2 separate regions of the Bicyclus anynana genome follow, and region 2 is linked to region 1. Evidence: chromatin contacts called from public Hi-C data. All regions are on one chromosome and are shown on one strand. The core of a region is the stretch at or near the end of the contact, and the rest is flanking DNA. Distances in the headings are between cores, read along the strand shown.

Region 1 (3,296 bases), core at 275-2,774:
TTTGGAGGTCCTGGTAAAACATTGGGTGTCCATCGGCTAGTAATGATGATGATAATATACTTACACAATACTAGCGGAGGCACGCGACTGCGTTCGTGTGTTTTTTGTAAATTCCGCGGGATCTATGGATTTTTCTGATCCAAGGTCCAAATTATCTCTATACCAAATTTCATCCAAAGCGGTTTAAAGGTATAGACCTGCAAATGTAACAGATGAATAGACAGACGTACTTTCGCATTTATAGTATTATTACGGATAACTAAAATAACAATGTAACAAATCCCCAGGTCCAAATGCCGTCGACGAACCAGCTAGCCCTGGACCTGATGTGCGGCCAATCGTACTCGTGCACGCCGCAGCGCTGGTTCGACTTCATGGGCGACGTGGAGCTGCCGCCCGTGCCCTTCCAGATCAACTACATCTCCGGCGACGAACCGACAGACGGGTTCACGCCCAACAACCCGCCCACCAGGTCCTGCAAAGACGGCCTACCGGTGAGCGCTTATACTTATTGGTTCAAAGAGCTAACGGATATTAGGGTCGTTGGCGAAGATTTAGTGATCACGCATCGGAAAAGCCATTGTTGAACCACGTTAGACGCACTTATGTTTCAAGTTGCTCGGTCACAGGTGGTATTGACATTGACAGTTGTTTGTTAATTAATTGTTGTATTAGTATAGTCTATGAATAACTTTGCGGCTATATAGAAAGTGGTCTATAGCAGGACACAGTCTGTCTGGTCAGCTATTATTATGGTGTTGGAGAGTAGACTTATTCAGTTCAAATTTCATATTTCTCGTCTCCAAAGAGTTAAAAAATCTGTAGGTTTGGGTGTACTCTTCTATAACAAGATCCCCAAGACTGTGATGGACCTGCCAATGCACAACTTTAAGCAATGTGTTAAAAAACATTTACTTAGTCGAGGTTACTACACTATTGATGAGTTCCTTAAGGATGAAGGTGCTTGGAGGACATTGGATCAGCTTCCACCTTCACACAGGAAGTAAAACTATAAGAAATTGTAATTGTTATCAATTGTAAATTATAATACTGTATGACTTTTTCATTTCAAAAGAGCAACTGTTGAGTTTCTTGCCGGTATCTTCTCAGCAGAACCTGCCTTCCGAACCGGTGGTAGAATCTTTACAAATAGTCAACTGATGTGTCAAAAGTGCTTGTAAATTGAGCCTACTTGAAATAAATGAATTTTGATTTTGATTTTTTGATATTTTAAGTGTTTTTTTTCTCAATACTACGACTGAAAAGTGAAAGGTGCATGTGCGTGATGTTGGCGGCAGCGCACGGTTAAAGGTTTGCAGAATAGGTTGCGCACAAAAACGTATCGCTGTTTACTGCCCATTTTTTTCATACTGGGGGCTATTTATGAAAAATCCATTCTTAAGGAGTCAACTCCAAAAACTGTGTTCCCAGGGCCAGCCAGGCTGCTCGTGCCTGGACTGCGACGACGCGTGCCCCCCGCCCGCGCCCGCGCCGCCCCCGCCGCGCCCCTTCAGCTTCCACGGCGCCGACGGGTACGCGGTGGTCATGGCCATCGTCTTCGTCATCTTCACCACGCTGTTCCTGAGCGGCGTCTACTGCTGCAACGCGCAGGAGAACGTTATCGGTGAGTGCTGGTCACAAGGTCATAAATGTCAGGGCCCTGTTGAGAGTTAAGTGAAAAAAAAAAGAATTAAAGTTTTATAAAATGTCCACAGGATTTTTTTTGGCATTGTAGGACAATGATGACAGAAAATATAAAAGAAAAACATTAATTTATTCTGTCTCCCAATGTTTTGGGAAACTATACTAAAATATCAAAACAAAATTTTAGTGATATCAATCTTGTTTTTTATTTATTTATATGAATGCCGCCTGAATAGTACAGCAGTGGGTGCTGTTCCGATATTTTTGATCAAAATTAGTAAAAAAAACTTACTACCTCTGAAGTTGGTTCTTTCTTGATTCCCTCTGAGCATTGCATAAAACTGTTGTAAAAAAGTTTTAGATACACCAGAAGCACGTCTTAAACGTAGGCGTCCCACATATCCGCATCGTACGTATCGGGCGCATCGCATCGAACGCATTTAAAATTGTAATATGTGTAAAATCCGTTCGATGCGATCCGTACGATGCGGATCAGTGGACGCACTTTCCAGCCACCTAAGTTATGGAATGGCGTCCACAGATCTGCAAGAAAAGAAAATGAAACTATAGAAAAACATTTTTTCTCCTTCGGCGAAGTATTATTACTACGCCGACATTATTGTGATGTATTTATCCGGCCCATTGAGTTCTTTACATCTAGAACTGTGATAACTAACATCACAGAAGCATCATCATCGATTCATCAAATTGTCAATAGATACATATATATAGAAAATAGTGTTGTGGGGGTGGAACTATTGTAGAAATATAATCTGTTTTAAGGTCATAATATTAACCTTACTAATATACTGAAATACTGCATAATTTTAATTGGGGTGAAGGTTTTTAATTATTAGTATAGAATGGCGTTGTGTAATTATTTTTAGTGATAACTAAATGGATATATTATCTAAAAAAATGTCAACTTGTTATGAAATTTGTTTGTTTGATTTGACCACAGTATATTTTCACACAGACTAAAGAAAAAAGATAGACAGTACAAATTGGTACTTCTGTTTTAACACAAGTTACCTCTAGATTGGAAACTCAATTAAATATATACAAGGACAATTTACTTGTTAGGGGTACAGTTTATTCGAACTTACCTGTTTTCTACTTTGTTAAAAATCTTAAGATCTCAAAAGCCCCATCCTTATTGCTCAAGGACATTTCAAAAGCATACTTCTTGGATTAATGTTGTATCCACTCCTAGCTTTGCTCCTACAAAGCAGGTCTTTGTCTGCATTGAAGGAATTTTATAATTTAGTTTCACTACAAAATTGTCAATAATGTAAAAACGTCAGCTGTTTGTTTAATTTACAGTCTAGATAACTGTAAATGGTGCCATTATTCAATAAAAACCACTTGAAAATTTCGATTTCAAAATTTAATTTATACTACACACAAACACGACACAAAAGCATGACTAGCACACAAGTGAATTCATTAGCACGAAGCTTGAGATTGTGCCATATATTATTATTTATCATTCTAGGAACAGGAATGATTGCTGCAATCACATGCTGAATAGAATCAGGCGTTAATATAATTATGTTCATGCTGTACAACAAACGAAAATTCATTTTGCTGTTTTCTGCAAAAACCTGACAAAAAGCGGAAAATGACAAAATAATCACACCTAAATCTGAATG
Region 2 (3,296 bases), core at 209-2,708, 40 kb before region 1:
TGAGAAAAGGATTTAATTCATGATTTGTTTTTGCTGTTGTTGTGTATGTCTTTTATGACAAACATTCTGACTATTAGTTTTATAATAGTCAAGTTAGTTAATAGTTTGGATTGATGTTTGTTACACAATCATGCTACAAGATTTATCAGATCTGGATAAAATTCTGCACGATACTATAACTTTAATAGTTGGGAACAATACGTAAGCTACTTTTATCCAGAAATTCCCACGGGAAATGAGGCATTATATCCAGTCTTCGCCAGGCACAGTTACTTATTAAGTATTTTTAATTTTTACTTCCAAAATATATTAATTACAATTAATGTACTGTAGTGGAAAGTGCAAACACGCGTTTTTAATGAAATAAATGTAAATTATTTTCGTACTTTTCTCCACTGCCGCCACGTTTTCCGTGCTCCAGGAATAGCATTGCATTCGTTGGCTATGTTTTGCCATAACATTTGAGAGTCCTTATAACTAAAGTCTTGAGTTACTTTACACGAAATTAATTCTGGATGTTTAGCCATTAATTCTATTAACTTCTTTTTCTGTCGAGCTGTGACATAGGCACATCTTTGTCTTTTCCTACCTTCCATTACAGTATGAATATATTTGATATCAATAGAATTTTTTTCAACATAAATAATAACACCACTCAACTACTATTTAATGATTGTAAACAATTTTTTTTTGAAATTTAAAATTTCTTGAAATTTGAAGTTGACAGATTGACAGCTTCTCGGACGTCAAATAAATCGCCATTGGCCACAGATGCTCAAAAGCCTACCATAGACGCATCTGTCGATACTCGATATTATATTGACTACGTTCCACTTAGCGATCCTAACGACCACGCATAGTTGTTTTTCCTTTTCGTGCTTGCGAGTGTCACAATCTGAAGTAGAATGGATTATGGAGCATTTTGAGCGTTTTTTGTAAATATTAATACAAAATAGCAAGTCAAAGATATTTTTTCCAGAGCTATTCTTTTTGAAGAATATATAAGCAATGGTAAAAAATTACACATTTAATTTTATTGTTATCATATAATATTTGATATACTATTAAAATAATTTTAATAATAATTTAATGTTTAAGTAAAATAAATTTAGGATATTCAATTTAAAAAATGTTTCTATTATGATAAAATAGTATCTAATGTGAATTAACATTGTTTATTAAATAGTATGTATGATAAACGACCGCGCCGACCCAGCTCAGTGAGATGTGACGTTCTGAGTCTTTCGGAACCGAAATTAACAACGTCGTCAGTTACATTTTTACCTCAACCAAAACGACTGCGGTCGCTGTGTGGAAGGACTTTTAGTACGTAATAATTTGTTTGGACGGCCTAATCGACAAGCGGAACGTAGCCATTGCCAGATACCGTTTGTATTTGTCATGAATATTGTTGGTGGTCATTTTGAAATTTGAAAACACCACTGTCCACTTCTTTAGTCTGTGGTTCATTCCGGATTGTTGTGTGGCGCAGGAAAGTCTCGTCGCTCTGATTTCGATTAATAATAAATAAGAAATAATTTTGAGTCTAATAACCATATACAAAGGACATTGGTGTGTAACAATTATGATAAGACGACGTAGTGACTTATAACATTATTTTGTGAAGTTTTGTTTTGCACAATGGCTGGCACGGGCGGAACATTTTTGCGACGATTTCTACCATCCATCTTCGGATGCCTGTTTCTAATTTATTTTGTGGAATACGTAAGTGCTATGATTACATACAGTTGTTCCGGCCTACTACACATCCTAGTAATAAATTGTAGTATTTTATTTTGTAGTTTTTGTGTGTAGCCATGATTGACGTCATGTTATTTTACTTTTTTTTTACGTTCACCTTGCAAAATTATAATGCTCAGTTATACCAAGAATATTGCGTGGTAATGAGGAAATGTGACCATTAAACAAGGTTTTAATGGTAAACCTTCGTTTGCGAAGTTTTGTTAGTGAATTTTTTACAAAATGTAGGTGGTGGTTCTTAAGAAATAGAAAAAAAAAATGTATGCAATAATACTTGTATGTAGTTGTACAATGTTTGCTCATGTCTGCTGTAACCTGGTAACAGTTAAAATAATTATTGAAATTATGATAATTATACATTAAACTGTTCAATTAATAGCCTTAGGATATATAAAAGTACTTTCTAGTACTATTTAGAGAGCCATGATAGCCCAGTGGATGACCTCTGCCTCTGATTTCGGAGGGTGTGGGTTTGAATCCGGTAAGGACATGCACCTCCAACTTTTCAGTTGTATGCATTTTTAAGAAATTAAACATCACGTGTCTCAAACAGTGAAGAAAAACATCATGAGGAAACCTTCTTACCAGAGAATCTTCTTAATTCTCTGTTTGTGAAGTCTGCCAATCTGCATTGGGCCAGTGTGGTGGACTATTGGCCCAACCTCTCTCATTCTGAGAGGAGACTCAAGTTCAGCAGTGGGTATAATATGGGTTGATAATGATGATTCAGAGATTACACCCTACAACCTGACAAAGTTACCTCTTTATATAATTGGTATAGAAGTATGATCAAAATAGTTGTGTGTGATGTGTAAGAAGTTACTAAATAAGTCCATAAAGCGGAACTGATATTACGTTCAACAACATAAAAAATGTCAATTAACATATTTGAAGGTTAACTATCATCTTGAAGAATGAGTTAGAATTTGTAAACTTGAATATAAATTATAAAGTTAAATTTAGTAATAATTTAATTTTTTTTTCATATCTTTTAAGAAAAAATATGAACAAAGATGCAGAAATACATTGTGTATTTTCTGAAAACACTTTGAAATTGTGCATATTGAAAAAGATATTTTCCATTATGTACAATTTCTAGGTACATATAACTCCTACCCTAGTTCAAACGGATCAGGATAAGAATAAAACTCCAATAGGCCTAGCTTATTATGTAGACAACATTTTGTAAAGAGAAATAGACATATTGTCAACCAATATTAGCAAAATCTAAAACATTTCTCTCCCTTTCGTCACATTGCATCAGAAAATCAACACCATACATTGCTTACAATCTCTTTTATTGAAATTTTATAAAAATTTTAATAGGGCAGGTTCAGGGCAACAAATTTTGACTTAGTCCTGTGAAAAAAGATTGAGTGTAGGTTAGTGCCTTTTTGCAAGTATGAACTGATTCTAACTGCATGCTTTGATAGTGATAACCAATAGTTTCTATACAAGTTGCCATTGTGTTATTCAATCACAGCATTACTGATAACATTATCTTATGTCTTTATGTATTAACTTCTTTGTGTTGC

Evidence for each region. A called contact is a pair of places that touch in the nucleus more often than the background predicts.
Region 2: a Hi-C map of whole body shows a contact between it and region 1, with 3 times the contacts expected there. The contact joins the promoter of LOC112050844 here to the enhancer-like site in region 1. A contact is called at or near these places in 2 of 2 Hi-C or Micro-C datasets (whole body and whole larva).

Annotation. Positions count from the first base shown.
Region 1 is chr19:2,438,954-2,442,249 of ilBicAnyn1.1, reverse strand. All of the region lies in intron 1 of LOC112050853 (thioredoxin domain-containing protein 15), which reads left to right. It overlaps LOC112050844 (NPC intracellular cholesterol transporter 1), which reads left to right. Exons shown (of 25, transcript XM_024089208.2): 5 at 288-494; 6 at 1,432-1,624. Among protein-coding and RNA genes, the nearest start is that of LOC112050844, 41 kb to the left of the region's middle. Within about 2 kb of position 1,524, at least 3 of the 8 cell types and tissues checked have open chromatin away from gene starts, as enhancers often do.
Region 2 is chr19:2,479,367-2,482,662 of ilBicAnyn1.1, reverse strand. LOC112050844 (NPC intracellular cholesterol transporter 1) reads left to right here and starts at 1,458. Exons shown (of 25, transcript XM_024089208.2): 1 at 1,458-1,725. The coding sequence starts at 1,642. The region is part of intron 1 of LOC112050853 (thioredoxin domain-containing protein 15); the gene reads left to right. It overlaps LOC112050852 (myb-related transcription factor, partner of profilin), which reads right to left and starts at 736. Exons shown (of 2, transcript XM_024089219.2): 1 at 387-736. The coding sequence starts at 596.